Regions from separate parts of the Danio rerio genome. Here region 2 is linked to region 1. Evidence: chromatin contacts called from public Micro-C data. All regions are on one chromosome and are shown on one strand. The core of a region is the stretch at or near the end of the contact, and the rest is flanking DNA. Distances in the headings are between cores, read along the strand shown.

The links. A called contact is a pair of places that touch in the nucleus more often than the background predicts.
Region 2: a contact with region 1 is called in a Micro-C map of caudal fin, with 4 times the contacts expected there. The contact joins two enhancer-like sites. A contact is called at or near these places in 2 of 18 Hi-C or Micro-C datasets (caudal fin and embryo).

What each region holds. Positions count from the first base shown.
Region 1 is chr20:40,918,450-40,922,227 of GRCz12tu, reverse strand. The region is part of intron 4 of aig1 (androgen-induced 1 (H. sapiens)); the gene reads right to left. Among named protein-coding and RNA genes, the nearest start is that of adat2, 120 kb to the left of the region's middle. Within about 2 kb of position 1,912, at least 10 of the 62 cell types and tissues checked have an H3K27ac peak or open chromatin away from gene starts, as enhancers often do. A contact at or near this core is called in caudal fin, where this site is marked.
Region 2 is chr20:40,968,225-40,971,649 of GRCz12tu, reverse strand. The region is part of intron 6 of aig1 (androgen-induced 1 (H. sapiens)); the gene reads right to left. Among named protein-coding and RNA genes, the nearest start is that of adat2, 71 kb to the left of the region's middle. Within about 2 kb of position 1,464, at least 7 of the 62 cell types and tissues checked have an H3K27ac peak or open chromatin away from gene starts, as enhancers often do. A contact at or near this core is called in caudal fin, where this site is marked.

The DNA of each region.
Region 1 (3,778 bases), core at 663-3,162:
TGTCAACTTCAAACGCAGCGCTGTGGTCTCACGGGATGGAGGAGTCCACAATCACTGTGCTTTTATCTCATGAAAACACGATAGCCGCCTTTTCTGCAGAGGCTCTGTGCGCTTTCCACAGTCCTGGAAAATGAGATAGACATGCTGCTCTGGGAAGAGCTTGAATAGTCTGAAAGCCATATTGATTATTAAAAAAAAAAGTCATTAAAAAGCACCAATGAATTCCAGAGCTAGAGGTCGACCACACAATGATGGCGGTCAAACTAAATGCTAATGTGTGTAGCATAATACCAGGTGACTAACAATTATATCAGATGGAATATATGGTCACTTTTGATTACTTTAATGTGTCCTTCCTGATTAAAATAAATATATTTTACACGCAAAACACTGTTGGAGTGAATATACAACAGTTCTGTCTTTCACGAATCTGATTGGCGACAGAGATCGCATAATAAGCCCTTAGAGGAGAAAAACTACAGCTGATTAATTTCTACTTACAGCTGATCAAATCATTATTATACTGGTAAGTGACATATCTCTCTCTTTTGTATGTTGTAGTGCTGTATTTATACCATATAATTATCGTGTATTGAGTGTGAGATGGGACTCACATATCAGGAATGTATGTATTTTGTGTTGGTTTTGTATAATTCTGCGTTACTTTTTGGTTGGCCATCTGTTTGTTTCTCATGCGCCTCCTGCATACCTGTCAACATTGGGATGTGAAAATAAGGGATATGCCCAACATAAAAAAGGGCCATAATAAATTAATAGCTATTATAATGAAATAGAATCAAGCTAGCAAATGTCATTAGCCGTTTCTCCACTGTATAACTTACACATTCTGATTAAAGAGCAACGAATTAATCTCTCATTTATAAAGATTTTTTTATTACATTGAATAAGAGGTGTCACTTTAAAAATGCACACATCTAACGTTATAATGAAAGCATTCGACTGCTTTCCTAACTTTTATGCTCATTTAAGACAAAATTAGTTATGTTTGGGAAAAAAAAGATTAGGATGAATTAACCTTCAGAAAAAAACAACAGTCTTTGATGATTTTGTTGGTGTCTACTTAAAGAGTCACGAAACACCAAAACACATTTTTTGAGATGTTGAGCGTCATATATGTGTCCCACGCTGCTAAAAACACTATTAGGACACATCTATTTCTGCTGAAGTGGAGATTTATAGCTCAGTGTCAGAGAAAAAAAGCACATTTAAAAAAAAATGTTGGCAATGTAATTAAAATATACATACACAGGTTGTAAGAAGTGTATTTTTGGATGTTTTCTTTATATTAAACTGAAAAACTATTTTCTGAAAATGTTGGTAGTGCCAATAAATTATTTACAGCTGAACCCAAATGTTATGAGCAGATTTGTTTTTCACTTAGTTTACTATTTTAGTTTACTAGTAAAAAAATATGCTGTTTTAGCATTATTTTTTTATGCATAAACAGTTGCAATGAAATACACTTTCATTATTGACTCATCCCAAATTTAATGTAATAATAATGCAGTTTTACCCTCTACCACCAGAGGTCTTTGTGTCAGCTTCTCCAACCACAGAGAACTTACAGTACATCTGCCACTCAGAGACACCTTTAACACCTTCTTCCAAACAGCAACAGTTCAACATTTCAAATATAAAATCTCAGCATCTGAAGACAACCTAACTGTTAAGCATTCATTTAATAATTCTGATGATGGTCTTTCACCACATAATGATAAAAGAAGTATGCGGCTCATTAGAAAGCATGTCAGGTAATTGAAACGAATGGACCATGGCGGCATTCTCTTTTATAGCCAGCAGACCCAACAAAGGACTATTTGAACGTGGACTCCGAGACTTTAGGTGTGTCCGTTGCTGCCAGTCCTTTCTCAGCTTTACAGGGTGGTTTTTACAGCTTAGGTGCATGAGATGAAAGGACTTCTTTGGCAGGGATTCACACATTAGTGCCCTGCCTTATCGCAGACACAACCTGACCTTTGTTGAGCATAACATATTCTTATATTCTTATATTCATATATTTCCTGCCAGTGCTGAAAGAGCAGAAAAAAAAGAGAAGTTCTGGGATTCCTGAGAGTGACGTGCCGTGAGTGTGATGTTAATCACTTGGATTTGAAAACAGCACAATGGTTGCAGTTTAATGGAGTAAAACTAGGAGTGGAAAAGGGAGAGGCAGATCATTCTGTGTGAGCTCTATTACACCATCTCTACTGGAGAAACAGAGACTGCCCTTGGCTATATTCCCCTGTCTCATATATATATATATATATATATATATATATATATATATATATATATATATATATATATATATATATATATATATATATATATATATATATATATATATATATATATATATATATATATATATAGGCAAGAGTGTGTACGTGACATCTCTCAGATTTTTGAAGTGCGACAAAAAGCGAGCCTCTGTGTCTTCAAGAAAACATGAGGAAGTTCACTGATGTTGTTTTGACATCTTGATTATGAAGAATGTGGCTAGATTAGCTGTTTTTGTGCAAAATGTTTCAGGCCTGCTTTATTTTGGAAATGAAACTAGAGATGTGTGATATACAGTTGAAGTCAGAATTATTTGCGCTCTACTCATAACTCATTCAAAAACTGATTTATTTTATCTTTGCCATGATGACAGTAAATAATATTTGACTAGATGTTTTTCAAGACACTTATATACAGCTTAAATTGACATTTAAAGGCTTAAGTAGGTTAACTAGGTAGATTAGGATAATTAGGCAAGCTATAACGATGGTTTGTTAAAAAAAAAAAAAAAAAGCTTAAAGGGGCTAATAAATTTGACCTTAAAATGGTTTTTAAAATATTAAAAACTGCTTTTATTCAAGCCGAAATAAAACATATTGTCTGATGACTTATCTGAACCTGCTTTTTTGTGTATACCAGTTCTGTACATATATATATAAACAGCTGACCAATTTTTAAAACTACATTCTCATGAAGCTTTATTTGGGTTACTAATTATGTGTTTGAGTATAGCTTATTATTTCATAAGGTTTACAAACACAATACAAATGTTTTAACTTAAACAATTTATAAGAAGTAAAAAATATATATTTGATGGAATAACACAGATTTTTAATCACAACAAGTGAAAACATTCCCCTTTTGCCTGTATGATGTTTTTTTGAACTGAAAAAACATACATTAACCATCTTTTAAAGCCTTACATCTTTTTTGAAACCCAGTTGCCATGCAAATCTAGAAAATGAAACGTGACAAAGTATAATAAGCAAACAGTTCACAATGACTCATACCCAAACTGATGTCTAAATAAATACACGCACTCACATTCATAAACAAAGAGCTGTTAAACAAAAGCGTGTACAGATATAAAGGCCCTTTCTAAATCTCCTTGCTTGTGAACAACAAATTAATCTAACACTTCAGTATTTGTATAACATTAATCAGATGTGGCTACATTAATGAAGATGCGGAGGAGGAGGTGAAGCAACAATACAATTCAGCGCCTAATCGCAATCATGGGAGGTATGGTTCACTTCCAGGAATGTTCAGAGGCGACCACTTGGGAAACTAGAGTTCACTGTGATTCATGACATTCAAACATTTGTAATAGCATGGAGCAGGGTTTTTATCCGGTCCACCGATAATTAACTGAGAAGTGCTCTGTGCTGCTGGGAAAACCCTCAGTGTCCTTGAGCAAATGACTTTGCACATTGAATACATGCAAACACCTGCATGGGCACTCGTGACTGGGAAATGG
Region 2 (3,425 bases), core at 215-2,714, 50 kb before region 1:
TGGCGGCCCCGCAAACTTTGACGATTCACCACAAAACCGGAAGTCATTATAACTTAGGCATGCATTATCCGATTTGCCTCAAAATTCACGTTTAATAAGAGTCCAGACTAGAACACGTTTACATGCCGATATTCAGATACAGTTATAGCGCCACCTGCTGGCCACAGGAAATGTCATGATTTACAGAGTTATAAACTCCTCACACAAATTTTTTCGTATCAGCACCAAATTTGGTGGGTTGTTAACTGAAAGCTTAAGTGATGATATATTGTGAAGATCTAGAGTTTTTGCAGAGGGGCGTGTCCGTGGCGGCATGACAAACCTCAACGCTTCGCCGTGAAACAGGAAGTCCTTATATCTCAACCACACAAAGTTAGATCAGCCTGAAACTTCACATGGCTCATAAAAGTCCTCTTCTGAACACATCCCCAAAACATTAATGAGTCAGTCATAACGCCATCTGCTGGCAGAAGGTAGATAGGCTTATAACTCAGCCAAACAACATCCGATCTAACTGAAACTTCACATGGTTGATTAAATTCCATTACTGAAGGCATGTACATGCCAATCTTAAGTCACAGTTATAGCGCCACCTGCTGGCAGATGGTAGTTTGCATTATAACTCAACCACACAAAGTCCAATCTGCCTGAAAGTTCACATGGTTGATAAAAGTCCTCTCCTGAACACATCTACATAACAACATTGAGTCTGTCATAGCGCCACCTGCTGACAAAAGGCAGTTTGGCTTATAACTCAGCTAAACAATGTTCGATCTGCCTGAAACTTCACATGGTTGATAAGATTCCTCTCCTGGTGACATCTACATGCCAATCTTGAGTCACAGTCATAGCGCCACCTGCTGAGAGGAGGAAGTTTGGCATAAATCTGTGATTTTCTCAGATTTTTTAAATATATCGGCTTAAATTATTACTGTTCGCTGTTCTCTGTCATCCTGAGGCCACCGGGCGGCGGTGAGCCCGGGTGCGAGGTCCCTATCATCGCTGCTTGCAGCTTTAATATAAGATTCTAACTCTTCTTATAGTACACAACAACTTTTACTTCAAGTGCTAAGAAACTAGCATTTGGTGGAATAACCCTGATTTTCAATCAAAGCGTGTGATTTGTTTATGGGGAGAAACACATTTCATCCTGACCTTTATAATCAGATATAATCAAATTGCATTTGAGAAAATCCAGCTTAAGGCGTCAGAGGCCTTAGACGTGACATGTCTTTTTGCTTTTCAACCAAAAAGTAACAGGTCCTTTGATAAAATACCAGGATATCATATCTTTGTTTGACTTCAATTGCAACGAACTGCCATTGCATAAAACCTTAGCACATTATGTCCCTAGTAAGTGACTGGAGGCCTGCCAGACAAAACAAGCAGATCCTCCTGTCAATCTGGAGCTTTACTCAGTGAAGTGGTTGCCAAGCAGAGATAATGCTAACACCGCAGCACAATGGCAGAGAAAACAAGAGCATGCGGCACGGTTAAATCAGCTCTAGGGGAATTTACACAGATGCTGTCATGTTAACAGAATGCTGCTTTTTTTGACTGTTCTGACATGCACTCGAGCACCACAGCGATTGTATACACAAGCACAGTTTAGAAACACCAACGTGTTCTTCTGTGAATGTTTGCAAAGCTAAAACCCGGTCTTTACTATGTTCAAGTGTTTAACTTCACTGCAGAACATGTTGTTCATATATGTATATATATTTATACAGTGGGTGACACTTTAAAAGGAGCATTAATGCTGCGAGTCGTACCGCCGCCACACTAAAGGCGTAAGAACGTGTTTTTAGGTAAAACCGCAGTTTGCGACTGTGTCGCCAGAAGGCACAAAGGGATAGGATGCGTACGAACAGAAATATAATTTGGCTGTAAATACCCTGCTACTTGTAAATGAAGATGAAACAATGAAACAAAGCATTATAATTCCTCCATTAATCATTAAAAACTTTTTAACAAGCTTTGTTATCATTGTTAACTTGTTAAGCGAAATGAGGATTCATTTTGGAAAGTAAAATTAAAGAAATAGATAAAACGAAAGTACAAACATAAATACAAATAAGTAGGCCTAAATATATAAATAAAGCAGTGTTTTACCCTAAATACAGAGATGTGCAGTATTTTTTATTTTAAAGTGATAGGACTAAGTCAGTATTTGTATTTATTTATTTGACGCTGGACTACAAAACAAATTTATTGTTGCATGTTTTTTTTCTTGTATGCCAAACATAATTAGATACATGATAGTTGGTAAATCTCCTACTGTGAATATATCAAAACATTTTTTTGTTGTTGATTATATGCAAGCTTAACTTAATTTGAACAATTTTAGAGGTGATCGTCTTAATATTTTAGTTTTTTTAGCACCATCAGATTCAAGATTTTCAAACAGTTCAAATATATTTTCATATCAATCTCAATTTCAGATAAGCGATGACGGTAATGATACTGTTGTTTTTGTGGTCCAGGGTCATATATTTTTTTATTTTACTTTCAATTTAGTTTAACTTTCTAGTTTTAGTGTATTTAGTTTAGTTACATCAGCAGAAAACTGTGCTTGATGGTATCATTTAGAATAAAAAATGACAGCAGTGTGTATTATTATTACTATCTAGTGGCATTTTTTTTTATTAATAACATTATAAAATACAGTATTTTTTTAAATTGTATAGTACTACTGCAGTAAGTAACATGTTGTTATAAATTTAATTGCCTTTTTGTTATTTAGTTTTTATATATAATAAACAGAAATTTTACACAGAAATTAGATACTTTCTATTTAATATTTCATTTTTAAAATGAAGTAATAAATAAACTGCTAAAAAATATTTTCTATTTTTTTTAGATCAGATTTAAACAAAGCTCATTAGCGGGTGCCCTTCCAGCTGCAACTTTGTTCTGGGAAATATCCATAGACACTCTTTCACATACATAAACTATGGCCACGTTAGTTAATAAAGTTTACCTATAGCGCATGTTATTGAACTGTGGGGGAAACCGGAGCACCCTGGGGAAACCCACGCCAACGCGGGGAGAATAATATTTTACTATTTTTCAAGACTTCTATACAGCTTAAAGGGCAATTTAAAGGCTTAACTAGGTTAATAAGGGTAACTAGGCAGGTTAGGGGAATTAGGCAAGTTATTGTATAACGATGGTTTGTTCTGTAGACTATCAAAATATATATATATAGGCTAAAGGGGCTAATAATTTTTACCTTAAAATGGTTTCTAAAAAATGTAAAACTGCTTTTATTCTAGCCAAAATAAAACAAATAGAAAAAGAAAAAAAAATATTATCAGACATACTGTTAAAAAATTTCCTTGATGTTTTGCTCTGTTAAACATCATTTGGGAAATGTTTAAAAAGACAAAAAAAAAATAAATAAATAAGAAATTAAAAGGGGTGCT